Linked DNA regions of Mus musculus: regions 1, 2, 3, 4, 5 and 7 are each linked to region 6. Evidence: chromatin contacts called from public ChIA-PET and promoter capture Hi-C data. All regions are on one chromosome and are shown on one strand. Each heading gives the region's core, a stretch centred on a gene start, on an enhancer-like site or on the middle of the called end of the contact. The rest is flanking DNA. Distances are from core to core; before and after follow the strand shown.

Region 1 (3,728 bases), core at 463-2,962, 890 kb before region 6:
AAAAAACCAAAAAAGAATGTATTGGGCTGGACAGAGAGAGATGGCTCAGTGGTTAGGACCACTGACTGTTCTTCTGAAGGTCCTGAGTTCAAATCCCAGCAACCACATGGTGGCTCACAACCGTCCATAATGAGATCTGAAGCCCTCTTCTGTAGTGTCTGAAGACAGCTACAGTGTACTTACATATAATAAATAAATAAATCTTAAAAAAGAAAGAAAGAAAGAAATCAATTGCAGCCCTACTCTCTTGCCCAAGACTGAGCGGAAGGACGAGTGTGTGGTTTGGTAACAACAGAAACTGGGAGTTGCTGCTGGGCAGTCACCGACGCCATGTGGTGACCAGCCCAGTCTAAAGGAACTGGGTGGAGCCCACAGGAGCCCCTTCCAGACGCCTTCTCTGGAAACCTCCCGATGGTTTAGAATATAGTCAGAGGGACAGGGAGACCTTGACCAGAGCTTGCCCTCCACTCTCCTCTGGGCTACCTTTCCCAGGAAAATGGCTCCCTTATGTATGTCCTGACTGGCACTGCCACCACCTGACCAGGAACAAAAGCAAGGAATGAATTAAGCAATGGAGCCATTTAACCCATCTTCCTGGTTTGTCTGGAACCAGTTTGGAGAACCATATTGCTCTTTCAGCTGAGTACGAATAGACAGCACCTCAGCCCAGCCCAGGCTGCAGGAAGCAACAGCCGGCTTTGAGTAGGACCCCATCTCCTATTTCCCCACCAGCCTTACAGAGATCTGCACCCAGAATCCGTGGTTGGCCTCAGGAAAGATACTCAAGAAAGGACAAAAAAAAAAAAAAAAAAAAAGAAAACTGTTCCATCCAGCCCCTGCAGAGGTCTCTCCTAAATCGAATAATAATTACAACTTGACAACTGAAACCCTCAGAGTAAGACCAAGGGTCTGTGGTACATCAGAGGCACTGGGTGAAAGTTCAAGACAGATTATGGTGAATAAGAGCCCGCCTCCGGTGTGTTACTTTAGCCACCAAAAAGTGCTAGTCCAAGGGCCACAGGAGTCCAAAGTACATCCTATTTGCTCACACCCTTAAAAAGGATGGACAGGCAATCCAGGCCAAGCAGGACCAGTGTTAATAATTCTCAACTACCCCAGAAGGCGCAACAAAGCGCACCTCACATTTCTACCCGCTATAACGTGAATTCATTCTGAGGATGCGACTGTCCCCACTGGGGCAGGTCTCTACGACCTTCCTCACCCATTTCATAGTTGTGAAACCGAAGGCTCAGAAAAGCTCAACATAGCAGAAGGCGAGTCCCTGCGGGTCCTTGGGCCGGGAGTCCCATACTCAGGCTCTGAAGCCACCCGGTGATTGGGGGTGGGGGTCGGCATCTGTGGACGCTAAGCTCTGCCCTACGTACTGCGGGGACCAATGAGGTCACCAAGGCCTTGCGCACAGCGGAGAGCCAGCAGGCGGCAGCCGGGAGCTGGACGTCTTGCTTGAGGCCTCTGCCAGTTCTGCACCATGAGTGCGTGGGTCAGAAGCCCGATCCCGGAGTCCGACCAGTGGCGATTGCATGCTGAGATCTGGACCCTCGCCTGCTTTCCCACCAGACCCCCCCGACACCTACAGAGACCGCTTTCTGGCTTACCTGGCTGCCGCTACATTGTACCGGACCGGCTGGCTACACTGTAGTTCGCCGCCGCTGATACACTGTACCGGCTCCTCCGCCCGCTGCTGCCGCCTCCGGCCAGGAGGTTCATGACACCGATTGCCCTGCTGGCTCGCTGGAGCACCTCCAAGTCTCCTGCTTCTGGTCCATAGAGTCCATTACCTTTGCCCTGAGTCTTTTCTCCTGAGTTCCCCCACCCCCACGCCTTAGTAATTGCATTCAAGGGAATGGTTCCACAGTGGTAACCCCTCAATGTCCCCACATCCCCAACACTGACATTCAGCTGTCCCCAGGACACCACCATCGAGACATTTAAGGTGCGTCTCAAGCTCCAAAGGTCCTATCTGAGAAAACAACAATAACACCACACACACACATCACACCACATACACACACACTACACACCACACACTCATACACACGACACACACACGACATACCACATACACACCACACACTCACTATACACACTACACACATACTATACACACCATACACATACACACACACCTCATACACACATGACACACTACATACACACTACACACACCACACACACTACACACACCACACATACACATCACACAACATAACACTACACACACCACACGCACATCAAACCACATACACACACAGAGACATACACACACCACACACCTAACACACCTCTGTCTGATAGTGAATAAATCATTCCCACCTGAGGCCAACCTTCAGTGCGTTCCTGATCACATTCCTTTGTCTGATCTAACTTCCACCGGACTCAGGACCAGCCCTTCTTCCCCACCCCACGGTGACACCACAGCCATGACAGCCTCAGCACCCTCAGACTCCCTCTGCACCTCAAGCCCAGCAGTTGGAGGATCCCAGGGAAGAAGTCTGCCTCAGACTTCACCTCCCAGCTCTCTCACCAGACTTCACCCTCCTTACCCCTAACAGGCCAGGTCCACACTTAGGCCTCTCTGGCTCAGCCTTTAGGATACAGTCTTTCCTAACCACAGCCAAATGTCTCTCCTAATACTTCCTCCTCATCTGTGAGCAGAGATATCGGAGAGGCACTCGTTACTGTCTGATGACTCTCCTCTGACATTTCTACTGACTCTTTGTTCCTCATCCCAAAGGCTAAGAGCTAAAGGCAAGTGTTTTGGATTATTACTTCTGTGCTAGAAGGCCTATACCAGTGCTTGTGATATGAGCCAATATCTGTACTAGCACTGGGCCCTCACCTTCACAGAGAGTCAAGGATGGAGCCACGTCTGCCTGTCTTCATTACTATGAGTCTTGACAGTTTCTCCGTTGATGCAACAGCACTTTTTCTTTTCTTTTCTTTTCTTTTTTTTTTTCTTTTCTTTCTTTTTTTTTTTTTTTTTGGTTTTTCGAGACAGGGTATCCCTGTGTAGCCCAGGCTGTCCTGGAACTCTGTAGACCAGGCTGGCTTCGAACTCAGAAATCCACCTGCCTCTGCCTCCCGAGTGCTGTGATTAAAGGCGTGCGCCACCACGCCCAGCATGCAACAGCACTTTTATTGAGTACAACTATATGCCATGCTCAGGCACATCACCAGAAAATGATCAGGACAAGACTTGAGGAGGCTGCATTGCCCAAGGACCAGACAGACAAGTAGAAAAGGCAAATGGATCAGGTGTGTGCTGAAGGACACAGAGGCTAGTAAGGCGGGGCCTGAGATTAGATAGTGAGGCTGGACGTCTGACTTAAGATTCAAAAGGAAATGAGTTGACACACACTTAGAAAATGACATTTGAAGAATGTGGCATCTTAGTCCCTGTTCTTTTGCTGCGAAGAGACACCATGACCAAGGCAACGGTTACAAAAGAAACCATTTCACTGGGGAATTGCTTATAGTTTCAGAGGCAGGCATGGTGCTAGAGTAGTAGCTAAGCACTTGCATCCTGATTCACAGTTGGAGGCAGAGACAGGGAGACAGACAGATAGACAGACAGACAGACAGACAGGACCTGGCCTGAGCTATTGAGACCTCAAAAACCACCCCGAGGGTAAATACCTCTCAATCATTTCTAAAACAAGTTCTATGCACTAAGTACAAAAAATTCAAATGTATGAACCCTGAGACCA
Region 2 (3,965 bases), core at 106-2,605, 790 kb before region 6:
ACCTGCACCCAGGACATTAGGTATCACTGAAAAAAGCAAGGAAAGGTGTCGATTAAGGAATTTACTCGGTGGTGCACAGCTTTAATCCCAGCACTCAGGAGGCAGAGATGAATCTTTGAGTCTGAGGCCAGCCTGGTCTATAGGGCAAATTCCAGGACAGCCAGGGCTACACAGAGAAACCCTGTTTCAAAAAGCCAAAATAAGAAAGAAAGGGGGAAAAGGGAAAGAAAAGAAAAAGAAATTCACTTGAAATCAGATCTGGGAGGCTGAGGCAATAAGATTTCAAGTTTAAGGTCAACCTCGGTAACACAGAAAGGAAGACCCTGTTTCAAATAAAGGACCAATAAGATGTGTTTTGTGTGCTGAGTTGATCCAAGGCTCCCACTCAGGGAGAAAAACAAAACAGAAAGCAACGCCTGCCTTTAGGAGGAAGTACACACGCCTGAGTGCTGGTATGTGCAGGAAACACTCACGATCTTGGCAGCCTGTGAGTAGGGAGGATGGGCGGGCATCCAGGCACACCAACACAAGGCCTCCTTCAAGGTCTTCCCTTAAACTTTCTGAATTTGGGCACTGGCTGCTCTTATAGAGGGCCGACATCCCCCACACTCACAGGACAGCCCCACAGCACCGTGTAACAGTCTCCAGTTTCGGAGGATTCAGCTCCCTCCTCTAGCTTCCGCGGGCATCCGACATGCACGCGGTACACATACACACATCCAGGGAAAATTCTCATACAGATGAAATAAAATTTAAGAAGAAGCTGTCTGAATTTTAAAATACATGGATTCGCTAAACCCAAGAAATAAATTTGGAGCCGGGTGTGGTGGCGCACGCCTTTAATCCCAGCACTTGGGAGGCAGAGGCAGGCGGATCTCTGAGTTTGAGCAGCCTGGTCTACAGAGTGAGTTCCGGGACAGCCCAGGCTACACAGAGAAACCCTGTCTCGAAAATTTTTTTTAAAAAGGAATAAATTTTGAAAAGAGAAAATACACCACCGACATTTCTCCTGGGTCTGGGTACAGCCTCCAGTAGAGAGACTGGCGTCAAAGATCACGTGACTAAGCAGTCCCAGTTTCCTCTCGCACAGTGGTATCACTTACCACAGAGGGCTGGTCTGGATTGGGTGGAAACACACCCAGTGACTGGCACTCGGCAAGCAAGCCACACTTACAGGTGGGGGTGGCTTCCACTGTCGAGAAATGAACTGTAAAACTGAGCTGTGAGCCGGTTCACAAACATCAACCTTGGAAATTGGAGAAAGCCGAGAGGGAGAACCACCCACAGGAAGGCACACAGTCAGAGTCCCGTGTTTGTTTAACAAATAGAATTCTGTGGGGCAAAGGGATGGATACAGGTGTGGCCACCCTGCTCTTCCACAGCTGGGCGTGGCTGATCCGGCCTGAGTGAGAGCGGCAGGCTCCTCTAAGCGCTCACCCACACGCGCCATGCCCACACACCGCTCCCAGGAAGTGCCTCGCTACAACAGGAACCCCGTCCACCAGTGGCAGGTCTGGAGGTGAGCCCGGTCAGCAGTGCACAGGGCTCAGGCCTGCCTTGCACCCCAAACCTTGAACACTCATGATTCGCTAACAATGGGCAAGTCTTGGGGGCTGGAGTCTGGAGGATAAATTAACAGCTAAAACAAAACAATGGGCAGGCCTGGCTTCTGTGTTCCTGAACACCTCCATATCCAACCTCTGACAGCACATCACTAAGGCCTCACCACTGGTCCCAGCCGGAAGACAGTGCAGGAAGTTGGCAGAATTAGATTCAGCAAGATGGCTCAGCCAGTAAAAGTGCTTGTTCTGTAAGCTTGAAGACCCGAGTTCCGGCCTCAAAAGCACGGGGGGAGGAAAGATCTGGACGTTATCCACATGTGTCATGGCACACATATGCTCGTAGTCACAGACGTGTCTCACACACACACACAGAGTGTGAGTAATAAATGTGAAAGAAAATAAACTGGGTGAAAATAGGTTAGAAAGATGCTATTCTTTGGGGTGGGACATTGATGAGATGGCTCAGTGGGTGAGGGTGAGCTTCAGCAAGCCCAACAGCCTGAGCCCAAGCCCTGGGGTCCCTATTGTGGTAGGAGAGAACCGGCTCCTGCAAGTTGTCCTGTGATCTCCATGTGTGCCGTGGGGCCTGCACTCACACTCACACACACACACACACACACACACACACACACATATAACATATTTAATATATATATTAAAGATTTATTTTTTCTTTTTAAAGATGTACACTGTAGCCTTCATGTGGTTGTTGGGAATTAAATTTTTTAGGACCCCCTGCTTGCTCCAGTCAACCCAAAGGTTTATTTATTATTTATTATTATTATTTTATATTTATATATTTTGTCTTATTTGTTTATATTTATATATTTTATTTATTTTCTTATATATTATTATTATAAATAAGTACACTGTAGCTGACTTTAGACGCACTAGAAGAAGGTGTCAGATCTCATTACGGGTGTTTGTGAGCCACCATGTGGTTGCTGGGATTCGAACTCAGGACCTTCAGAAGAGCAGTTAGTGCTCTTACTGGCTGAGCCATCTTATTTTATGTATGTGAGTGCCTTGCCTGCATATATGTAAGCTCACCACATGCATGCAGTGCCCACAGAGGCCAGAAGAGGGCATCAGATCCTTTGGCTCTGGTTATAGGGGCAAGCTGCTGCTTTGTGGTGCTGGGAACCAAACCCAATTCCTCCACAAGAGCAGCAAGTTCTTTCAGCCGGTGAACCATCTCTCCAGTCTCAAACTTTTCTTTATTTTTTTCTTTCTACTTAAACTTCTGTGCTCAGCTTCGGGTCACTTACCATTCCAACCTTCTTTTTGGGGGGAGAGGCAGGGTTTCACTATGCAGCTCTGCTGTCCTGGAACTCACTCTGTAGACCAGGCTGGCCTCAAACTCACAGAGATCCACCTGCCTCTGCCTCCTGAGTTCCAGGATTAAAGGCATGCATCCTCCACCCCACCCCCTCCCCTACCCCCAGCGACGGAGGCATTTCTCAATCGAGGTTTCTCCTGCTCAGATGATGTCAGCTTATACCAAGTTGAGGTATGTCAAGCTGACATAAAACTAGTCAACACAGTGTGGTAGGAATCCAGGGCCTGGTAATAATGTGCCCACCAGGGACGAACAAGAAAGCAGTTGATAAAACCACCATTTGGAACCAAGCTCTGGGCCATGAGAAGGTAACCAGTTCTGGAAACTTTACCAACGTAGTAAAACCTCTGCAGCCTCCGCAGCAGAAGTGTGGGCACAGAGCTGAGAGATGAATACACACATGACGTTCACGCAGTTCGTTACGTGCAGTTTTAAATTCATTTCCTGCTTTCTGTTTTGTTTTGTTGAGACAAGATCTGATGCAGCTCAGGCTGACCTTGAACTCACTGTGTAGCTGAAAAGAACCCCGAACTCCTGGTCTTCCTGCCTCTACCCCCTAAGAACATGCCCTCATGCCCAGCTGCATGCCGGGTTTTTATTATTATTATTATTATTATTATTATTATTATTATTGAAAGAAATATCTAGGGGCCTGGTTACAGTTCAGTGGTAGTGCGCTTACACAGCAGACACAAGGCCTTGGATTCCATCCCAAGCTTGCATGTGGGCTCCAAGCAAATGCTAAATTCTAGCAAATAACATCCATGCTGAAGTACACAGTGGGGGTTGGGGGTTGGGGGCTTGGAGGCTTGGGGGGTTGGGAAGTGTCAACAATTTCCTTGAAATGCATTAAAAATAAAATGGAGAATGAGAGATCTTGATGGGAATACACTACGTTCGTGTATGACAACATCACAAGGAGGGGCTGGAGAGATGGCTCAGCAGTGAAGAGCACTGGCTGCTCGTCCAGAAGACCAGGGATAGTTCAACTCCCAGAACCCACACGGAGGCTTACAGCTTATGACTCTCTGTAACTCCGGGTCCAGCGGATCGATACCCTCACA
Region 3 (3,525 bases), core at 974-3,473, 700 kb before region 6:
CCGAGGGCTGGAGGCGATCAGGTCAGCTGAGGAGAATCAACAGAGATGTCAGGCTCACCGTGGCCAGCGCTAGGCCCTCCCTGGGACGCCCACCCTGGCACAGATAGCACTCACCCACACATGCTCCCTCCTCTGCCACTGTGGTAGGCTGAACACCAACCCTGCAAAGCATCAGTGGCCACAGTTTAGGAACCTCTCAAGGTCACAAACGTCTTCCACAGGGCCCCTCTGTCAGCTGCCCTGGTTCCCTCTCTCCTAAGTGATAGCTCTTCACCCTCAGATCTCTGCAAACATTGCCACCACAGCACCCCATTGTAACACCATGAGCTTTTGTATGCTAGCTTTTGTCCACCCCAAGTCACTGCCTTAAGTCAACACCTAGAACACAGGGTGACGAACCCCTAAAAGTCCCTAGAAATCCAACAAGGGCCTACTTTGTACAAGGCTTCCTCTGGCCAGCTGGGGAGACGTTGACTCTCTGTAAGAAGGTCCTGAGAAGGCTGTGGCACTGATAGAATTGGGTGTAGCAGTTCTTGCAGACAGACTGAGGCAGGGCTGGGTCCTGGTGCACAGCGACACCCAGCAGACGCTGGAAGTCCCTAATGAAGACACGCTCTCCTGGGGACAGTCTTTCTGAAGTCTCCCCAGGCACTCTGTCAGAGATGCTTCGGAGGCTCCGTGAGGAAAACTTCCCATGGCAGAGTCGACAATGCCCCATAGCGAGAGTCCGGCCTGCTCCTGCGCAGAGAAGCAAATGTGACATAAGCGAGGTACTCGCAGTGCAAGGGCCACTCTTCCCCCTGGCCTCCGAACACTGCAAGCAGAGAAGTGCCCGCACCAGGCTTCCTAAACACAAGAGTAGCGGGACTGGGACTCGGGAGCTGGCCTTCCTCACTGAACACTCAATATTCAAGGAACCCCAGATGCCTACAACGAAGATGAAACTTAACATCCCTATTCTGAAAATGTGTCCAAGCCGTGCCTCAAGAAACTAACTCACTGTTCATCCCTGTCCATCTATAGGTGCCCTGCCTGCAGCATGTGCATGATGCCACCCAACTGCCCCTAGTGGGAGTAAAGGACAGCTTACATAGGAAAGCCATTCTCAGATGACTGAAGAACACCACACTAATGTGATGCACATGGAGGCTGTTAACCTAACTAGCTGCTGCTTGTTCACAAACTCGCAGCCGCACAAGGAACAAGCAGTTAGTTCACTTAACTCAGTTCCCAACGCAGGTTAGGTTATAGGCCTGTTTTAACCATCAAGAAACTGGGGTTCAGAAAAAGTTAAGCAATTACCCTAAAAGTCCATAGCACGAAGAGCAAACTTGAAGCCACACCTGTGTGCCTTCAAATCTTACGCACTAAATAGCAGCGACACAGAGCTGTCTGGGCGGCAGAGGAAAGGGCCTCTATCGGCAGTTCTCCAGAGGGCCCGCGTTCTCCAGAACCAGGAGGCCTGGTTTGCTCTCATTATCACTAAGCTCGCACCGGGGCCCGAGGACGCCTGGAACCCACCAGCTTCGTCTGTACCGTCGTCGCCTGTGTCCCCGCAGGAGCGTGTCATCGAGCCCCAGCTGAGCTGAGCAGCCGCCCCGTCAGCGCTCGTTCCGCCGCTGCGAGAAGGGCGACCCCGAGTCCGACCGCTTCCACAGCCGCCGCCCGAACCCCCGCGCTGCCGAGCTATTCCGGGAGACAGGAAGCGGCCGAGGCGGTCCCGCTTCATGGTGGTAGGCGACACTCGCTCCCTGCTCCGCGCTGCTCGGTGTGGCTCGGCCCCCTGACTTCTTGCTAGAGCGGACTTAACTTGGCACACTCCGTGCCGTTCCGCTACTCTCCGCCGCGCTGCCCCGCTCCGCTCGGCTCCCCGAGATCGGAGCCGGAGGAAGCGAGGGCTGCAAGGAAGCGAGGAGCGGTCTGGGGAGCCACAGCGGCCGCGGCGGGGTCAGGAGCCCGGAGTTCTTCGGGTCTCTCGGAACTCGCGACAGGCCCTTAAAGGAGGGGCAGCCCGGAGGGTGAACGGCCGCGGACTGCCGCCCGGGCGGTGGCGCACAACAGAAACCCTTCAGAGCAGTAGCTCTCCCCGCCAGCCTTCCCGTCCGCGCTCGCAGCAAGTTGGCCGGAGGAGGTGACAAGAGCCACTGACCCCTCCGGTCCCCTAAACCCAAGTCTGCGCGGCGGGGCGGGGCGCGGCGGGGCGGGGCAAGGCCGGCGGAAGTGTGTCCGGGTCCCCTTCCGGCGGTGCGCAGCTCCTGCGCCTCCCTCAGCTCCGCGCTCCGCGTTCCGGTCTGGAGGCGTCCGCCCCGTCCCGCCCCTGCCGCCGCGGCCTCCCGCTCCCCGCCCCCGCCCAGCGCCATGGCCGCTGCGGCCGGGGACGGCGGGGCGAAGCCACTGCAGAGCGCCATGAAACTGGCCAACAAGGCCATCGAGCTAGACACCGGCAACCGGCCCCGGGTGAGGCTGGGAGGGTCGCGGAAGCAGCTCTGGGAGGCCCTTTGCCCCTGGTGGGTGGGCGAGGGCGGGCGTGTAGAGGGATTCGGCGCTCCCGATGCGCGCGGCGGCGGCGGCGGCTCTGGGACCGCGCCCGGAGACCCGGGGCCCGGAGGCTAAGGGCGCCGAGCTCTGCGGGGACCTGGAACAGCTCAGCTCGCACTGGGCCTAGATTTACCTGTGTGATGAGGCGGTGTGACATAAGGAGGAGGTTCTGTTTGCAAAGGACCTACATCCAAGATGTAGATGACAGATGTGTGTGTGTGTGTGTGTGTGTGTGTGTGTGTGTGTATTCTTGACAGAGTCTGTGTAGAGTTAATCTAGAAAAGACCCGACTGTTGGCTCATTCAGGATGCTGCTGCTGTCTGCAGTTGCCTTCAAAGGTCATTTGTAAAGAAACCCAGGCACAAAAGGGGTGTGGCCTGTCACTGAGAATAACTGCTAATTAAAAGGATGGCAACAAGGTAGAAAAGCCGGCTGGGCCACCCAGAGCTTCCATAGGACAGGACGAATCACTGGTTGTCCAGTGCCCCAACTTAGTTTTCTAGGGCACCCTCACAAGACCAGAATCCTACCTGAAACCCATTTTATCTGAAGTGCTGAGCTAATTAAAGTTGGGTAATTTTGACAACGAGTAAAACGAAACACATACAGACCAGAGTGCGTTCTGTCTTGAGCTGTCACAGAGCCCAGAGCAGAGGGGTCACACAGCTGAAACCTGCAGCTCGGTGCTCTGGGCTCCTTTGAGCAGAGGGAATTATTCTGGAGTCTGTAGAATGTTATTTCTTCACCTAAGCCAAAACTTGAGATTGACAGATGAGCCCTTATCCTCTCCTCAGATTTCAGGAAGTGCTTTTCATGAGACATGGAAAGACTGCTAGTCTTTGAGTTGCACAGGAAGAGAACTTTGTCACACAGAGTGGAAACCCTTATTGCTGCTCAGGCAGCTCTGTGGAGCCTCCTGACTGAAGCTCAGCTCCTTCATGTGGTGGATAGTAATGAGAGGAGAGGTGTGTCTGTCTGGGAACTCCT
Region 4 (3,932 bases), core at 403-2,902, 930 kb before region 6:
AGAGTAGCCTGGCAACCTGGGTGAAGCAGAGACTGAGCTGCCTGGAACAGGCTCTAGGAACGGTCACTCTCTAACCTGCTGAACGAGCAGAGTACTCTGTTTCCAGCTTTCCTGAGCTGTCTGCCATCCCACACTGGGATGGGCGCTGATGATGCAGCTGTTGGAGTCATTTCTGTAAGTAACTCCACCAAAACTCACTAGTTCACCAGATGGACTCTACCGTGGTCTGTTGCCCGCTCCCTATCTGCCGTGGGTAATGTTTGTTCCCTAAGAGCAGTGTCACACAACACCTTTCTTTGGTCTGTTACCAGTGCTCTGTCTAGGGTGAGTGGGCACTCTGATGTCTCGCCACGAAAAGCCACCCAACCAAGTCAAAGTCCATCCAATGTACTTCTTTCACAAAGACACTGGCCCACAGCAACTCAGAACTGTCTATAACAATCACTATATGACTGATCTTCAACGGGTCACCCACCGGAACAGGATGTGCGACATGACCTGAAATGACTGTGCAATGCACAGCACTAGAAACAAACCTGAGGGCATTTTCCCGACCCACTGTGCAGCTACCTCCTCCAAACCCAGAGATTCCCCCCTACAGAGAGGGAAGCTCTTAAGCCTCAAGAAGCCCCATAAACCTTATGCTCAGAAGCTTAAAAAAAAATCCACGGGCCCCCAGACCCAAAGTTCTACAGGCAGGAAAGAACTGCTGAGGGGAGGGAGCCTCTTCAGTGGTACTGACTGTAGGTTCGCCTTGCGTTGTGACCTGTATGTGAGCCTTTCATCGATGAAACTGCTTTTGAGTCACTCCTGTTAAGTAACCTTCCCCGGTGCGGCCATATTTAATTCCAATAAGCTCACTGGTTCACAAAGCTAGAGGAATGGAATCATTTTGACCTATCGTGAGTGCCCTAGCTGGGGTAAATGGACATTTGCTCATGGACCGTTACACCACACTACTGTCATATTAAGAGGGAACAAGACCAAAACTGAATTGAGGAAGAACGGCTGTATGGCCCCTGTGATGGTAACACGCATTTATTTGAAGATGGATAATCTGCATGGATATTCCCTTTCGCCGTGGTGAGCCTCCTTACTACTGGCAGATGTACCTGTGAGGGGTGATAAAATATCTAGTAAGGCTAAACTATCTAAAAAATGAAGCATCAGTGGCGGGAATTCCATGGTGGCCATCTTTCTCTGCTTAGTATGGAGACCTACGCCTCCTTAATGAATAAAGGCTACTACCTTTTAAGTGGGGCCCTGCAATAGCTAACTGGATAATGGCTAGATCGCACCCGCTCAAGTGTTCCGATCAGCCGTAGGTAGACACTAGTGGAGTCGGAGGCAGAAATCGGGAAGACGCTGCGCCCGGCCCAGCCGCAGGCCGATGACGTCACCGCGACGCCCAGCGCGGCCCCCGCCACGCCGCCCGGAACCCGTGGCCCCAGCGCTGCCCTGCTCACCTGCAGAGCAATGCCACAGGCCCTCACGCTGCTCCAGACCGTCCCGCCGCTCCCTGCGCATCCGCCACATCGCCACAGCTTGGAGAAAGGCCAGGCCAGGGCTCGACTGCCCGCCGCCCCCACCAGCCGCAGTAACATCCCCCGGCCCTGACCTCGCGCCGCCCCCTGGGCGCGCGCACGCGCAGCAGGCGGATCATAGTGCACCACGCCCTCGGGGGCGCGCGTGCGCAGCTGGCCGCCGCATCGGCTCGGACCTCTCTTTGGGTGTCTGGTTCGCGGCCGTGCTCCTTAGGATCCTGAACCCGAGTGTCGCTTCGCGCTGCCTGACAGCTGATGGCGGATGGTCCGCGGCCAACTTGACCTAGACACCAAGGGCCTTTAGACGTATTTTAAATTTTGCATTGTCAACGACATCAATGGCTTCGGTGGGTCCTCGGGGTAACGCGGCTCACGTAATTAAATTTTGAGGCTACTTCTCCCTGGTTGAGGGTACTAGTATTACCGGTTGGAGGTGCTCCCGGTATTTTACATCCAGACTAGATGTGGTTCGAGACCTATCGTGAACAAAGGAACTGTTATTTGGTGCACGACTTGTCTCATTGATCCACGTCATAGACCCTTGTTTAATTTTACTTAACAACATTTTTATTCCTGCGGATGCGCAGGGAGCGACGGGACGGTCTGGAGCAGCGTGAGGGCCTGTGGCATTGCTCTGCGGGAGAGCACTTGGTTGGTATATAGAGTCACCCCAGTTTTGATTTGCCTGCAGTTGTGCGGACTAGCAATTTGGACTTGGCATTAGGGAGGTGTGGGTGTTCAGGATGAACCAGTTTCTGGACAGTGGGGCTGTCCACGACACACGTGGCATCTGCGTGTACTCAGATTCTACCTTGACTACATTTCAAAGGTACAGATGCCCGGGAGAAGACCATTGTCACCCATAGTGTTAGCAGTCCTTCTATGCTCCGCCCAACGGTTACCTAGCAACAAGGCCTGGCTTGCTATAAAAGGGTCTGTTCCCTCCCAACCCGACCCCTACTCCCATACCCCCCTCCATGTCTTCGCTCTCTCTGCCCCTTCTCCCCTTCTCTCTCTCAGACTTTCTTCTCTCCCTGACCCCTTTCTCCCTCTCTCCCCAACTCCTCCCTCCTTCCTCCTCTCCACGGGTTCCTGGCCAGCCTCTCCTCTCCTCTTCTCTTTTCTCTCTTTGACTGCCTCTACTCCCTTCTCAACTCCCTTCCCATGCCCCCAAATAAACTGTTCTACATTATACCTGTCCTGTGGCTGATAACTCAGGGAAAGGGATGTGCCGAGGCATCCCTCCCGCCTCACCATACCGCGCTGGAGTGGGAGATGGTGATAAAAGAAAATGAGATTTTGTATCTTGTGATTCATGTAAAAGAGTTGTCTATGAGCCCGTGGCCTGGGGCTGAGAACAAAGCAGAACAGACAGGGCTGTTGTTAAGACATTCCTAAGAACAGCTTGATTGTACAAGCAGGGCTATCTTGTCTGGGTCAACACCACCTGGCTGGAACCTCCCCTCTGTCCACTGCCCCTTGATGCCGGGTAAAGTCATACATCAACTGGTTGCTATGTGAACAAGATAAGCCCCTAGCCCACAGGAACAAAGTCCTGATGCCCTTTTGCTAACATGTAATCTTTCTGTTAATGTTTAAATAAGCCAATAGTGTGTCACTATGCTGAATTCCACACCCCTAAGCCCCTTACCCCATAAAAACCCCTAGCTTTCGAGCCTCGTGGCCGACATCCGTTATCTCCTTTGTGGGATGCATGTCGGTCCGGAGCTCCGTCATTAAACATCCTCATGTAATTACATCAAGAGATGGTCCTTCGTGATTTTTGGGTGCACACTGAATCAATCGGGAGTTGAGTGGGTGTTTCCCCACTAGGTTTTAACATTTCGGAGGTCCTACCGAGATCTGTGTGACACCCAAGAACCCCAAAGGACCCCTTGGAGTTACGTTTGCTTGTGTGAGTCTTGTATGTTGTCTGTTGTCTAAGTGTGGCACCGCTGAATTTGTGTCTTGGTTTTTCAGGTCTGAGATTGAGGGTTTGAGTCCCACCTGTGTTACCAGTTCTGGTATTCTGTATTCTGGCAGCTGCCACTGTGGACCGTAAGGACCCTAGTGGCTGTGGGAGGACGACAGTCTGGCCCCACAGGCTGCACCCCTGGAAGACGTTCCAAGGGAGACCCTGGAGGGAGTGCCCAGAGTACAGAACAGTCAGGAGGACCTGGCTGTTGCCTGGCAGAGTGAAGGAAAGAGAGTGTTCTCTCTGCCAGAGCGGGAGTGTACGTGGAATCCCACCTCGTCAGGAAGGGAGTCGAGGTGGAATCCGACCCCGTCAGGAAATAGCGTTTGGCTGGTTGTATAAGTCCAGACTCGGACGAGTGTGCTTAGATATACTGGTGTCTTTTTTCTCTGTTGCTATCTTGTTTTTGTTTG
Region 5 (3,587 bases), core at 914-3,413, 820 kb before region 6:
AGATTGCCAACTTCGTGACATATGAAAAGGAGGCCACTGACCAGTTTGAGAGAGTGTCAGGGATGGGACAGAGGGAGGCAAAAGCAGAGGACAGGGAGCCAAGGCTAAAGGTGAAAGCCGTAAAGAACCAGGGAAAGCGAAGTGCAGGACAAGTTCAGGAGAGCTGTAAAATCTTTAAGAACCAATGGTCTCAGATCCCTAAGGTCTGAGAGTGAACCCCAGCTGCCGTCAAGGGAGGAATCCCAGTACAAGGAAGGCTACAGATGGGTGAATGATGGGATATCTAGGCTCTGTTTTGCAATCACCTCTTAAGAGAAATGGGATTAAAATTATATTAAAGGCATGTAGACTGACAGAAACTGGGCCATGGGCGCATACGGGTTATTTGTATTTTCCTAATTTTTGTGTACGTTTAAAAGTAAACATAGCTGGGTGGTGGTGGTACATGCCTTTGATCCCAGCACTCAGGAGGCAGAAGTGCGCGAATTTCCGAGTCTGAGACACAGCATCTCTAAGTAGTCTACAGAGTGAGTTCAAGGACAGCCAAGACTACATAGAGAAACCCTGTCTTGAAAAAGAAATGATGATAAGCAAAAGTAAATCTAAGAAAAGTACTAGTGAAGGGAGAAGAAACAGTAGGAATGGGGGTTGCTCTCAGGCTCAAAGTCAGAGGAGGCAGGCGAGTTCTCTGTACCAAGGGAAGACATATTTCACCATCGCCACAGACTACAGGACAGATCCCTTCCTTTCCTTATGGGAGAAATAAACAATCTCTGAACCAAACTTCCAAAATGTCTGTGACATTTCTCACACCAATCAATATCTTTGCTAGGAACTTTTAAACCTGCTAACTGATAAAAAGCTGGGGACAACTGGGGGTAGTGCTGTCTTGGGTGCTGCAACAGTAGGATAGACATGGTTTCATATCTGCGACTTGAGGAAGACCCAGTACTTCCGTGTGTCCCAGCTAGCTGAGACAATTCACTGCAAGACTGAGAGTCTCAGACACATTACATCTTTTTACTCACTCGAAAATGGCCACTGACACCTTACCATATGTGGAAGTTGGAGATACGAGGAAAAGACATATTATCTGCCCACACATGAAGTCAGAATCATAATTTATACACATATGAAACTGCAGACCCAGGTCAGTCTGTCGTAAGGAAAAACACGGGGCTCAGGACTGCTACCCAATTTTCTGCTGCGAGGAATACGATACGATAGGTACAAGTAGCTGGGACACACAGAAGTACTGTGATGAATAAGCCGAAATGTTTGCAGAAGAGAGACCTCCCTCAAGTCGCAGAAATGAAACCAAGCCTACCCTACCATCCCATTGCCCCGGACAGAACAACCCTACTCCTTCAGTGAAGCCTAGACCCAACTGAACCCCACCTCCCACTCGCCATCCACAGTGCCCCTCCCCCTTAGCTGTCTCGGATGTCACGCCCCGCCCACTCTGACGTCACTGCCCCGTCCTGCCCTGCGTCACGTCACGTCTCTGGACACAGCCGCGAGACACGCCCTATGCTGCAGCAAAGTCCTGTCACTCAGCCCCTTGTCGGCACCCCCGTTAGCCTTTAGCAGCCCCTTCGCTCGGCATTTTCTTCCACCTTCCACTCGATCTCGGACGGGGAACACGGCTTCCTCACCCCACCCACCCTGCGGCTGAAGACCCGCCTTCCCCGATGCGGCGCAGTCCCTTCTCTCCGCCCACTCGACTGCAGTCCAGACCCAACTTTGTGCCCCTTCGCATGACGTCATGCCCCCACCATTTCCCCCCCCTCAGGTTGCCCAGCTCCTCACCAGCTCAAACCGGTTGTTGACACGGACTCCTTCCTTCCCTGCACCCCCGGGGCGCCGGCCACCCAGCCCCGGTTTTGGTCCCTCTTCCTCTGCGTCATCGTCATCAAGGAGGACAAACTTCAAGGCGTCGGGCCCTAGGGGTTCCTGGCCGCGCTGTTCCCCCCTCAGTCTCCGGAGGGCCCGGCGCGACATAGGACCCGACAGCCTGATGTGGGCAGAGGGACGAGGAAGAGCAGCAGTGTGGCGGCGCCTGCGCACTTGCGGCGCGCTGGCGCAAGATTGGCGTGTCGCGTTTGCGCGCCGCGGCTCTCCGGAACTTCCTCCCAATTCCCCGTGGAGTCGGGGAAGGTGCAAGGGTGGCCCAGGGAGCTCTCGCGAGAGTCGGGCCCTAGCGGCGGCCGTGGTGCGGTGCTTCGGCTTTGGAGATGGCTGGCTTTCAGAAAGCCGGCTGTGCGGCGGGCAGCAACGCGCAGGCTCAGAGCGCTGCTCCGCACGAACGCGATTCCCGGGGGCGAGCCTGGGGGCGAGCGGGCAGGGGTGGGGCAGGCGAGGAGGCCGTGAGAGCAGGTGCGCACGCCGCAAGGCCCGTGTGCAAAGACCTCTGCTATGACAGGAGCGAGGGACCCAGTCCCCAACCCCTCTCTGCTAGCCTACCCATGCGACTTGTCCGATGTCCCCCACCTCCACGTTGTTACTAGACTGCAAAGGGACAGTTTTCACCTTAATAGAACCAACCTAACTTCTTTCAGACTGGGTAACTCCTCTCCACAACGTGCACCGAGCCGAGTTAGGTGTTAGGGCTTGCTTTTTATTGTCGCGAACGCAACAGGGGTGGTCATGTTACAGGGGTATTGGGTGAGGGGAGAGCTGCCTAGGTGTGGATCCGTGGTGTGAAGTCACGGCAGCCCTACCTATGTGTATTCTAATTCAGGAAGATTTTCACAATAAGGACATAGGGATCCTCGGCACAGATCTTTTCTTTTTCCATGTTCTTTTTGTTTTTGTTTTTTGAGACAGAGTTTCTCTGTGTACCCTTGACTGTCCTGGGACTCGCTTTGCAGACCATGCTGGCCTCTGCCTCCCAGGTGTTGTGACCAAAAGTGTGTGCAACAACAACCGACCTTTTTTTAAAACAAAACAAAAACACCACCTGTCTTAGGGTTTCTATTCCTGGACAAAATATCATGACCAAGAAGCAAGTTGGGGTGGAAAGGGTTTATTCAGCTTACACTACATACACACTGCTGTTCATCACGAAAGGAAGTCAGGACTGGGACTAAGCAGGCCAGGAAGCAGGAGCTGATGCAGAGGCCATGGAGGCTTGCTCAGCTTGTTTTCTTATAGAACCCAAGCCCAGGTATGGCACCACCCACAATGGGCCCTCACCCCTTAGTCACTAATTGAGAAAATGCCTTACAGCTGGATCTCATGGAGGCATTTCCTCAATTGACTCCTTTCACTGTGATAACTCCAGCCTGTGTCAAGTTGACACAAAACTAGCCAGTACACCACCCAAACCAAGATCTTGCCCTGTAACGCTGGCTACCCGTGAAGCTATGGAAATCCTGTTCTGAAGGGCTGGAATTACAGAGCTACTTCATGTCTACGCCCCAATTTTTATACTTTTGGAAAACTTTCCTAGACGAGTCAGGATTGAGTACCTCCAAAGTAAAATGAGCTGGGGTTGGGTTGGACCTTTCCCCAGCTTGAGAGCAGGAGAGGGCTAGGCCAGTCACTGCTCTTACTTGATCTTAGCCAAAAGGCTGAGAAGCAATCAG
Region 6 (3,754 bases), core at 1,150-3,649:
CATAACAGGGTGTTTCTGCATCCTGGAATGTTAATTCCAGTAGAGACAAGTAGGGGTGACTGGTCACCTCTCAGAAAAAGTGGGGACCCTACTGGCAGAGTTGCATCCCTCTGTCTACTCTGGCCCTGTGCCATCCTCTTCACCCTGGGGACAGTTCTCAGTGTAATGGTGTACACCTGCAATCCTACACACCTCCTGTCGGCTGCACAAAGATCAGTTCAAGGTTATCCTTGAACTACACAGCAAGTATGAAGCCAGGTCAAAAGACAGAGGAAGAGAGAGAGGGAGAAAGGTGATACAGAGGTACCAGGGCTGAGGGCCAGGCAGGCTGTTGCTGATCTGGCCTGATCTGCCTCTCCCTGTTTGGCAAAGGACAAGAAGGAATGTTCTGATACTAAGGATCTGGTCTGGTTTTTGTTTTGTTTTGTTTTGTTTTTTGTTTTTTCGAGACAGGGTTTCTCTATATAGTCTTGGCTGCCCTGGAACTCACTTTGTAGACCAGGCTGGCCTCGAACTCAGAAATCCACCTGTCTCTGCCTCCCAAGTGCTGGGATTAAAGGCGTGTGCCACCACTGTCCTGGTCTGTTTTGTGAGTTTTTTTTGACCTAGGTAATGCTTGTGTGTGACTGACCAGGATATCAAAAGGAAGGAGGCTTGCTTGCATGCCAAGACTGCATACTTGCTGTGGCGGGCAAGGGTGGCGCCAGTTTTTCAATGGTAACATTGTATCTTAGAAGCTGCTCCCACAATTCAGGGAGTCTTCAGATGCTCTTTAAACTGCTACAACACTGTAGGATACAGTTTAGTTTTTTTGAGAGTTCCCCTGTTTGTTCCTTTCTGTTTTTACCCTACAACTACTTCAATGGTTGTGAGACATAAACATTTCAGTTCCTTTGGGACAGTGGTTCTCAACCTTCCTAATATTGCTTAATTAATTTCTAATATTGCTTATTTATTTATTATTAATTATTTTTATTTATTATTAATTAATAATTAATTAATTAATATTCCTTAAGACACTTCATGTTGTGGTGACCCTTGACCATAAAATTATTTTGTTGCTATAACTATAATTTTGCTACTTCTTTTTTTTTTTTTTTTTTTTTTTTGAGACAGGGTTTCTCTGTGTAGCCCTGGCTGTCCTGGAACTCACTTTGTAGACCAGGCTGGCCTCGAACTCAGAAATCTGCCTGCCTCTGCCTCCCGAGGGCTGGGATTAAAGGCCACGCCCGGCCTATAATTTTGCTACTCTTATGAATCATAATGTAAATAGCTGTTATGTAGGATATCTATTATGCAACCCCTATGAAAGGGTCGTTCAAGGCCCATAGCTGTCACGACCCACAGGTTGAGAACTGCTGCTCAAGGAGCAGGTCTGAATGAATTTCTGAACCTTCCCGTGTCTTAGCAGCACCCCTTCAGAGTCAGACTAGAGGTGAGTCTTGGAGACCAAGCTAGGCAGTTTAAATACTATATGTCCAGGGAAAGCCTGCATTTCTGGTGGTTCTGGAAAATTGAAGGTTCTGAAGTGTGATTGACTTTAGCCTGCTGGTGCCTTGAGGCTCAAAAGGGTCACATCATCACCGCTCCCGGTTAAGCCTCTGCCCCTAATGCTACTCATTTCCCAGTGCATCCTGAACTTGGTCCAACTGTGCCGTTCTTGACCCCTTTTCATTTCGTCTTTCCTATCCACCTTAATACGGAAGACTGAGCCAAACCAAGGCGGCTTGGGTGAGGTACCGGGCACGTGCCGGACTCAGACCTTGTCTGGCCACCAATGGGACAGCAGGTGCTCTGTCAGCTTTTGCTACTGTCTGTAGCACACTGACTAAAGCCAAGCCACACAGTGGGGGCAGGTGTGACTGGAAGCAGTCCCAAAGCCCCAACGCAGACCACAGTGGGATGCAGCTGTCTGATGCCACAGCAGTAAGGTGTCTCTCCACCCCAACCACCAAGGCCTAGCCAGCGTGGCCGCCAGTGCCACAGTTAGGGACTCTGACAGCCCCCAGAGGGCGCTGCGCCATCACGGCTTGGGGAACAAAGCGAAAGTTGCTCCAACCACGAGGGGCGCAGTTGCGCGTGGGTACTAAGTGGGTCAGGTCTTTGGGAGTCTTCTTGTATTGCCCCCACCCCGGGTCCCAGGCCCCGGAGCCCCAGGGAGAAGCGCCCCACGGGCACAGTGCGAGTAACTGCGCTGGGCTGAAGGAGGGTTTGGGGGGCGCGCGGGTCGAGGTCTCCGGGTCACCGGCACCAGCCAGGCTAGTAGGGCCGGCGCTCGAGCAGACTGCGCTGGGCAGCGAGGGGGTGCCTGGGCGCGCCTGGCCGTCGGGGGAAGCGCGGAGGCGGGCACTCCAGGGAGGGCGGGGGCCGAGCTTATAAAGGCCCGCAGGCGGGAGCAGGGAGAGAGCCGCCGCGTCGCCGTCCGGCCCAGCTCGGCCTCCACGAGCCGCCGTGAGTTCCGAGCCGGGCGGGCTGACAACCCAGCGTGCGCGGGATCCGGCCGTCGGGAACCAGAGGGCGCGGCCGGGCCGGCCGGCGACCCGAGATCGAGGCCGGCGGGAGGTCACAGCAGCCGCGCGCCGCACGTGCGGAGACCCGCCCAGAGTGCCATGGCGCGCGGTTCCTCCGGCCCTCGCACCTCCCTTTAGCCACGGCGGCGCGACCCCGGGCGGTCCCCCGGCCGCGGGGCATGGAGCCGCACGTGCTGGGCGCCGGGCTCTACTGGCTGTTGCTGCCCTGCACGCTCCTGGCGGGTGAGTGGAGGGCGCGGGCGGGAAGGCTGCGTCCGCGTCCCCCTGCGCCGCGCCGCCCCGGCGGGCGAGCATAGGCGAGGAGATTCCGCGGGACTCGCGGCCCAGGGCGCTCGCATTCCAGAGGCGTGAGCGCGCTGGCGGCCTCGGCGGGCCCGGCCCGGGCACCGAGTGGAAAGCACGGCAGGCAACGGCGAGGCGCGGGTCCGCGAGAGCCCCAGATAGCGCTGGGCGTCTCCACGCGGGCTGGGAGGAGAGGCCCGGGCAAGGGGCTGTTAGTGTCTGAGCTGTGAGGGGAGCGCGACTTTCTATTCTCTTTCGTAGTTAAGAAAAAAGAAAGAAAGAAAGAAAAAAATCAAACTTGCATCATGACTTCCTGACCAATCTGGGAGAAGGTGGCGTTCTGCCTGGAGCTTTTCAAGTCAGAAATTTCCTACCAGAACTAATGTTCCAGCCCTAGGCGCAGTTCTTAGTCTCAGTTCCGAGGTTGTCTGTCCAATGCTAAGCTCCTGTCTTCCTTGTGCCCTACTTGGTTACCTTCCAGAGGGACTGGGGCACAGGGCGCCCCAGGAGGCTCTGCCTGATGTCAGAACTGGAGATCCCCTACCTTGGCATACGTCCCTTTCTTGCAAAGAGCTTCTCTCTTTTGGTGTCATAGGTGCTGGGCTCCATTGCCGCCCTCCCAGCCTCACCCAGGGCACCTTGCCCAGCTGCTCACCCCCTTACACCTCCTGAAGCAGTCAGCACCCCTCCACATGTGACCTTCCTCGGGGTCTGATTAAATTAGCCCACAGAGAGTCAGTGTACCCACTGTGAAAGTTGGTCTGCCTCGTGGAAGTCCATCTGTTGGAGGTGGGGGGGTTGTGCGTGATTCCCTCCATCTCTCCACGGACACTGCTTGTGCACCCTGTTTCAGGAACAGGCTCCGGGGGGTGTCAGGCAACCCGGGCAATGACTTCCACACAGGCCAAGTTTTGATTTGTAGGACCAAAATGTGGTGAGAC
Region 7 (3,462 bases), core at 220-2,719, 770 kb before region 6:
CAACAACAACAACAACAACAGGGTAGCAGGGGAGGAACAGTGTGGGTGGGGAGGGCTTGTGTTGGAGGGGGTCCACCTTGTGGGCAATGATGGAAGTACAGCCATTTTTTTTTGAGATTTACTTATTTATTATATGTAAGTACACTGTAGCTGTCTGAAGACACTCCAGGAGAGGGCATCAGATTTCGTTATGGATGATTGTGAGCCACCATGTGGTTGGTGGGATTTGAACTCATGACCTTCGGAAGAGCAGTCGGTGCTCTTAACCACTGAGCCAGCCTTGAGCCACATCTTCTAATAGGCAGAGCAGCTCTCTGATGCTCCTCTCTGAGGGCACTTCTGATGCTAGAGGCAACGTGGGGCTGCCAGACACATTTGATCCTGAACTGGGACGAGTCCTGGCCATAGTGATGAAATTTTGTAGAAATACATTAAAAAAAAATTGGTTCTCTTCAGTTTTATATCTTTAAGTGTTCTCTTTGATGGGTAAAGTGACTTTTTGGCTCCCAGTGTGACCGTAGCACCTCCAGGTCATGGAGGCAGATAAGCCTGATTCCTGGGAAACTTCGGTCAATCTTTGTCTGCTCTGCTCTGGCTCTGATAATGGCTCCTCCAGCTGCTGACTGATTCCAGGCTGGGTGAATTTTAATCACAACCTGGCTACTATGGCCGGTTCAAGCCTGTCTCTAGTGTCCTGTCTTCCACTAGTGTCTGCGTGTGCACACACCTGGGGTAATGCTGAAAATCAAGGACAGTGGCTGCAGTGCACATAATGCCCTCCTTCAGTTTGCTTGTTTGTTTGTTAGAGTCGGGGTTTCTCTGTGTAGCCCTGGCTGTCCTGGAACTCGCTCGGTAGATCAGGCTGGCCTCCAACTCACCGAGATCCACCTGCCTCTGCCTTCGGAATGCTGAGATTACAGCACCGCCCCGCACGTAAGGTGGATTTAAAAAAGGAAGAAACAAGAATGACAGCGTTTTTGTGGCTGTTTTTCCTTCCTAAGTACTTTGAGCGCTTAGCGGGGAGTGATAGCAACTCTAATTTCAACCCTTGAAAGTCACACCCCAGCACCAGAACTCCTTTGGTCAATTTTCCCTCAGAGTCAAATAAGCACAGCAGAGTACTCGGATCGATCCTGTGTAGTTTTGAACAAAGCAGGTAAAAGTGCTTTTTTTTTTTACCGAAAACCTGGGTCCAGTTTGTCACGTGATCTCCCCAGGCCAAGCTCTGGGCCATTAGCAATTCTGCGCCACTTTCCCTCTAAGTTGTCAGGCGCAGGTGTATTGCACCAAGGCTGCCACCATACTGCCTTCTCTGCCACCCGAACGCAGCCAGACTCCGGGACAAGTACTACAACCAAGAGGAAGAGGGCCACAGAGCAAGGGTCCGCCCTCGGGGGTGTGGTCAAGCATGCTCCTAGCCAATGAGCGCCAGCGCCTGGCCGCGGCCAATCGGAAGGCAGCGCGGGCTGCAGAGCCGGTGTTCCAGACGCTATGCCGGGCTCGCCGGCTAGGGGTGCTGCCATGGGTGGTGGGCCCCGGGGCCTCCGAAAAACTTGGACCGAGCTGCTGGGTAGGTCTTGCCATTTCTGCCTTCTGACCCCCAACCAGCGCCAGTGCGGTCCCTCCATTCTTCGGGGTCCGGGTTCAGATCCCAGCGTGGCTCAGCCCTGCCCGCGAGTCAGCCGTCCTGGGCCGCGCTGGTCCTCTTAGGGCCATGGGCCCCAGGCTTCCTGGTCCTGCCGCTTGCTGCAAGCGCTAGGTGACTGTCCAGACTTGGACAGCTTCTCTCTGGACCTCCGCGCAGCGTGTCACCCTGTGTACGTTGCACTATAATTTTCTGAGCAATTTTTTTTTCTTTTTAAAATATCTTTAGCGGGCAGAGTCAAAAAGCAAAAATATGATCCTGAAAGGGAACAGAAATTAAAGGATTCTGCTCTGAAACTCCTGAGATACCATCAAAATATGCATGACCTTTTGCTAGAGGTAAGAGGAAGTTGTCCTGGCTGAGCAGGTTGGATGTTCGGAGCCAAGCCAGATCATAATCTTTTTAATGTCCTTCTAAGCCTGAGTACTTGGCGAGTAACTGGTGCCGGCAAACCAGGTGGGAGGAGAGCTGAGTGTATTTTATATTTTATGTCTTTGGAGATGAAAGTAGTTGGGTAGTACATTTAATAATTCATGAAAGGCTTTAATAAATTCCTTCTGGGAAAAGTACTCGAGGGGCTGGAGGGTTGATTCCTGTACAATCTGGTTTTTGTTTGTTTGTTTGTTTTTCTCTGTGTAATCCTGGCTGTCCTGGAACTCACTCTGTAGACCAGGCTGGCCTCGAACTCAGAGATCCGCCTGCCTCTCTCTCCCAAGTGCTGGGATTAAAGGCGTGCACCACCACACCCAGCAAGATGGAGTACAAGTTGTAAGCTGAAAGAAGCATCCCGAGTTGCTTTTGGTCATGGTGTTTTTATTACAGCAATAGAAATTCTGGGGGCTGGAGAGATGGCTCAGCGGTGTTCCAGAGAAACACCCAGGGGAAGAGAGCAGTGTTTGTAACCTGTGTGGGTGTGGGGTGGAGGAATTCACTGCTGACAAAGGGATGCTTTTTGTCCCAGAAGCCGACTTTACCGTTTGTTGACATGCGCTGCACCCAAATTGGATGGACAGCCCTCTCTTGGAGACACTTTGACTGAAACATTCACTGCAGACACTGGAATTGTTCTAAATATTAAGATAAACATTGTTTCTTTGCAGCAAACACAGACTGTGACAGAAAACGCATATATAGAAACATGAGGGTGATTGAAATCTTTCATAATCCACCAAAGAGAACCAATTAGGCCTTTGCTGCTCTAATTCCATGTTGTCATTTTGAAACACAGTTCAGAATGGCATACAGACAATTTAATTCTCACTTTTAAATATGACAATTAAGCACAGGCATTTTCACATGGTTTAAAATGCTCCTAAACAATAGGGCTGGCATTGTAGCATCCCGTTTACTTCTGGACTTGGTTTTACTAAACCATTGCAGCATCAGCACACCAGAACTTCAGTTTGTCACACACTGATCTGTATGATTTATATTTGTAAGTTCCTTTGTTTCTCCAAACCAGAGTGAAAGGCATGAGCTACCGATAATCTCATTTACAGGGAAGACACTGAAGGGTAGGTCATTGCTAGAGGTCACTCAGCTGCTCAGCACTGATTGCTCTTCCGGAGGTCCTGAGTTCAAATCCCAGCAACCACATGGTGGCTCACAACCATCTGAAATGGGATCTGGTGCCCTCTTCTGGCATATCTGAATACAGTGACAAATGTACTCATGTGTATATATCTATCTATCTATATACATACACACACACACACATATATATATACAATAAATAAATCTTAAAAAAAATTCTAATACACACACACACATACTGTCACACACACTCACTCTCACACACAAAGATGAATTTAAAAGCA

Evidence for each region. Promoter capture Hi-C pulls out the DNA fragments that hold promoters and counts their contacts. ChIA-PET counts read pairs in DNA pulled down with a chosen protein or histone mark. Capture Hi-C pulls out chosen DNA fragments and counts their contacts.
Region 1: a contact with region 6 is called in a promoter capture Hi-C map of liver, with 3 times the contacts expected there. The contact joins the promoter of Def8 here to the promoter of Piezo1 in region 6. A contact is called at or near these places in 2 of 39 promoter capture datasets (hippocampal neurons and neutrophils), 1 of 115 datasets of contacts at active chromatin or transcription factors (epiblast stem cells) and 1 of 9 other capture datasets (liver).
Region 2: a promoter capture Hi-C map of embryonic stem cells shows a contact between it and region 6, with 4 times the contacts expected there. The contact joins the enhancer-like site here to the promoter of Piezo1 in region 6. A contact is called at or near these places in 4 of 39 promoter capture datasets (embryonic stem cells, hematopoietic stem and progenitor cells, hippocampal neurons and 1 more), 1 of 484 Hi-C or Micro-C datasets (bone marrow-derived macrophages) and 2 of 115 datasets of contacts at active chromatin or transcription factors (the NIH/3T3 cell line and microglia).
Region 3: an RNA polymerase II ChIA-PET map of memory CD8 T cells shows a contact between it and region 6, with 30 read pairs. The contact joins the promoter of Vps9d1 here to the promoter of Piezo1 in region 6. A contact is called at or near these places in 1 of 39 promoter capture datasets (cranial neural crest), 10 of 115 datasets of contacts at active chromatin or transcription factors (astrocytes, bone marrow-derived dendritic cells, bone marrow-derived macrophages and 6 more) and 2 of 9 other capture datasets (adipose tissue and liver).
Region 4: a contact with region 6 is called in a promoter capture Hi-C map of liver, with 3 times the contacts expected there. The contact joins the promoter of Afg3l1 here to the promoter of Piezo1 in region 6. A contact is called at or near these places in 5 of 39 promoter capture datasets (the C10 cell line, cranial neural crest, hippocampal neurons and 2 more), 1 of 484 Hi-C or Micro-C datasets (B cells) and 2 of 115 datasets of contacts at active chromatin or transcription factors (extraembryonic endoderm stem cells and memory CD8 T cells).
Region 5: an RNA polymerase II ChIA-PET map of memory CD8 T cells shows a contact between it and region 6, with 43 read pairs. The contact joins the promoter of Tcf25 here to the promoter of Piezo1 in region 6. A contact is called at or near these places in 4 of 39 promoter capture datasets (the C10 cell line, hippocampal neurons, liver and 1 more), 5 of 115 datasets of contacts at active chromatin or transcription factors (effector CD8 T cells, embryonic stem cells, epiblast stem cells and 2 more) and 1 of 9 other capture datasets (macrophages).
Region 7: a contact with region 6 is called in a promoter capture Hi-C map of pre-B cells, with 5 times the contacts expected there. The contact joins the promoter of Fanca here to the promoter of Piezo1 in region 6. A contact is called at or near these places in 4 of 39 promoter capture datasets (embryonic stem cells, hippocampal neurons, liver and 1 more) and 2 of 115 datasets of contacts at active chromatin or transcription factors (bone marrow-derived dendritic cells and large pre-B cells).

What each region holds. Positions count from the first base shown.
Region 1 is chr8:123,440,940-123,444,667 of GRCm38.p6, reverse strand. Def8 (differentially expressed in FDCP 8) reads right to left here and starts at 1,712. Exons shown (of 12, transcript NM_054046.5): 1 at 1,617-1,712.
Region 2 is chr8:123,338,956-123,342,920 of GRCm38.p6, reverse strand. The region is part of intron 1 of Spire2 (spire type actin nucleation factor 2); the gene reads right to left. Among named protein-coding and RNA genes, the nearest start is that of Spire2, 8.2 kb to the right of the region's middle. Within about 2 kb of position 1,355, at least 85 of the 459 cell types and tissues checked have an H3K27ac peak or open chromatin away from gene starts, as enhancers often do. A contact at or near this core is called in bone marrow-derived macrophages, embryonic stem cells, hematopoietic stem and progenitor cells and 1 more, where this site is marked.
Region 3 is chr8:123,252,920-123,256,444 of GRCm38.p6, reverse strand. It overlaps Vps9d1 (VPS9 domain containing 1), which reads left to right and starts at 2,223. Exons shown (of 15, transcript NM_028200.2): 1 at 2,223-2,457. The coding sequence starts at 2,359. Zfp276 (zinc finger protein (C2H2 type) 276) reads right to left here and starts at 2,250. Exons shown (of 11, transcript NM_020497.2): 1 at 1,522-2,250; 2 at 435-738; 3 at 115-161; 4 at 1-26. The coding sequence starts at 1,729.
Region 4 is chr8:123,475,582-123,479,513 of GRCm38.p6, reverse strand. Afg3l1 (AFG3-like AAA ATPase 1) reads right to left here and starts at 1,652. Exons shown (of 17, transcript NM_054070.3): 1 at 1,467-1,652. The coding sequence starts at 1,604.
Region 5 is chr8:123,372,287-123,375,873 of GRCm38.p6, reverse strand. It overlaps Tcf25 (transcription factor 25 (basic helix-loop-helix)), which reads right to left and starts at 2,163. Exons shown (of 18, transcript NM_001037878.4): 1 at 1,810-2,163. The coding sequence starts at 2,001.
Region 6 is chr8:122,549,974-122,553,727 of GRCm38.p6, reverse strand. It overlaps Piezo1 (piezo-type mechanosensitive ion channel component 1), which reads left to right and starts at 2,399. Exons shown (of 51, transcript NM_001357349.1): 1 at 2,399-2,753. The coding sequence starts at 2,690.
Region 7 is chr8:123,316,583-123,320,044 of GRCm38.p6, reverse strand. It overlaps Fanca (Fanconi anemia, complementation group A), which reads left to right and starts at 1,469. Exons shown (of 43, transcript NM_016925.3): 1 at 1,469-1,570; 2 at 1,874-1,983. The coding sequence starts at 1,492.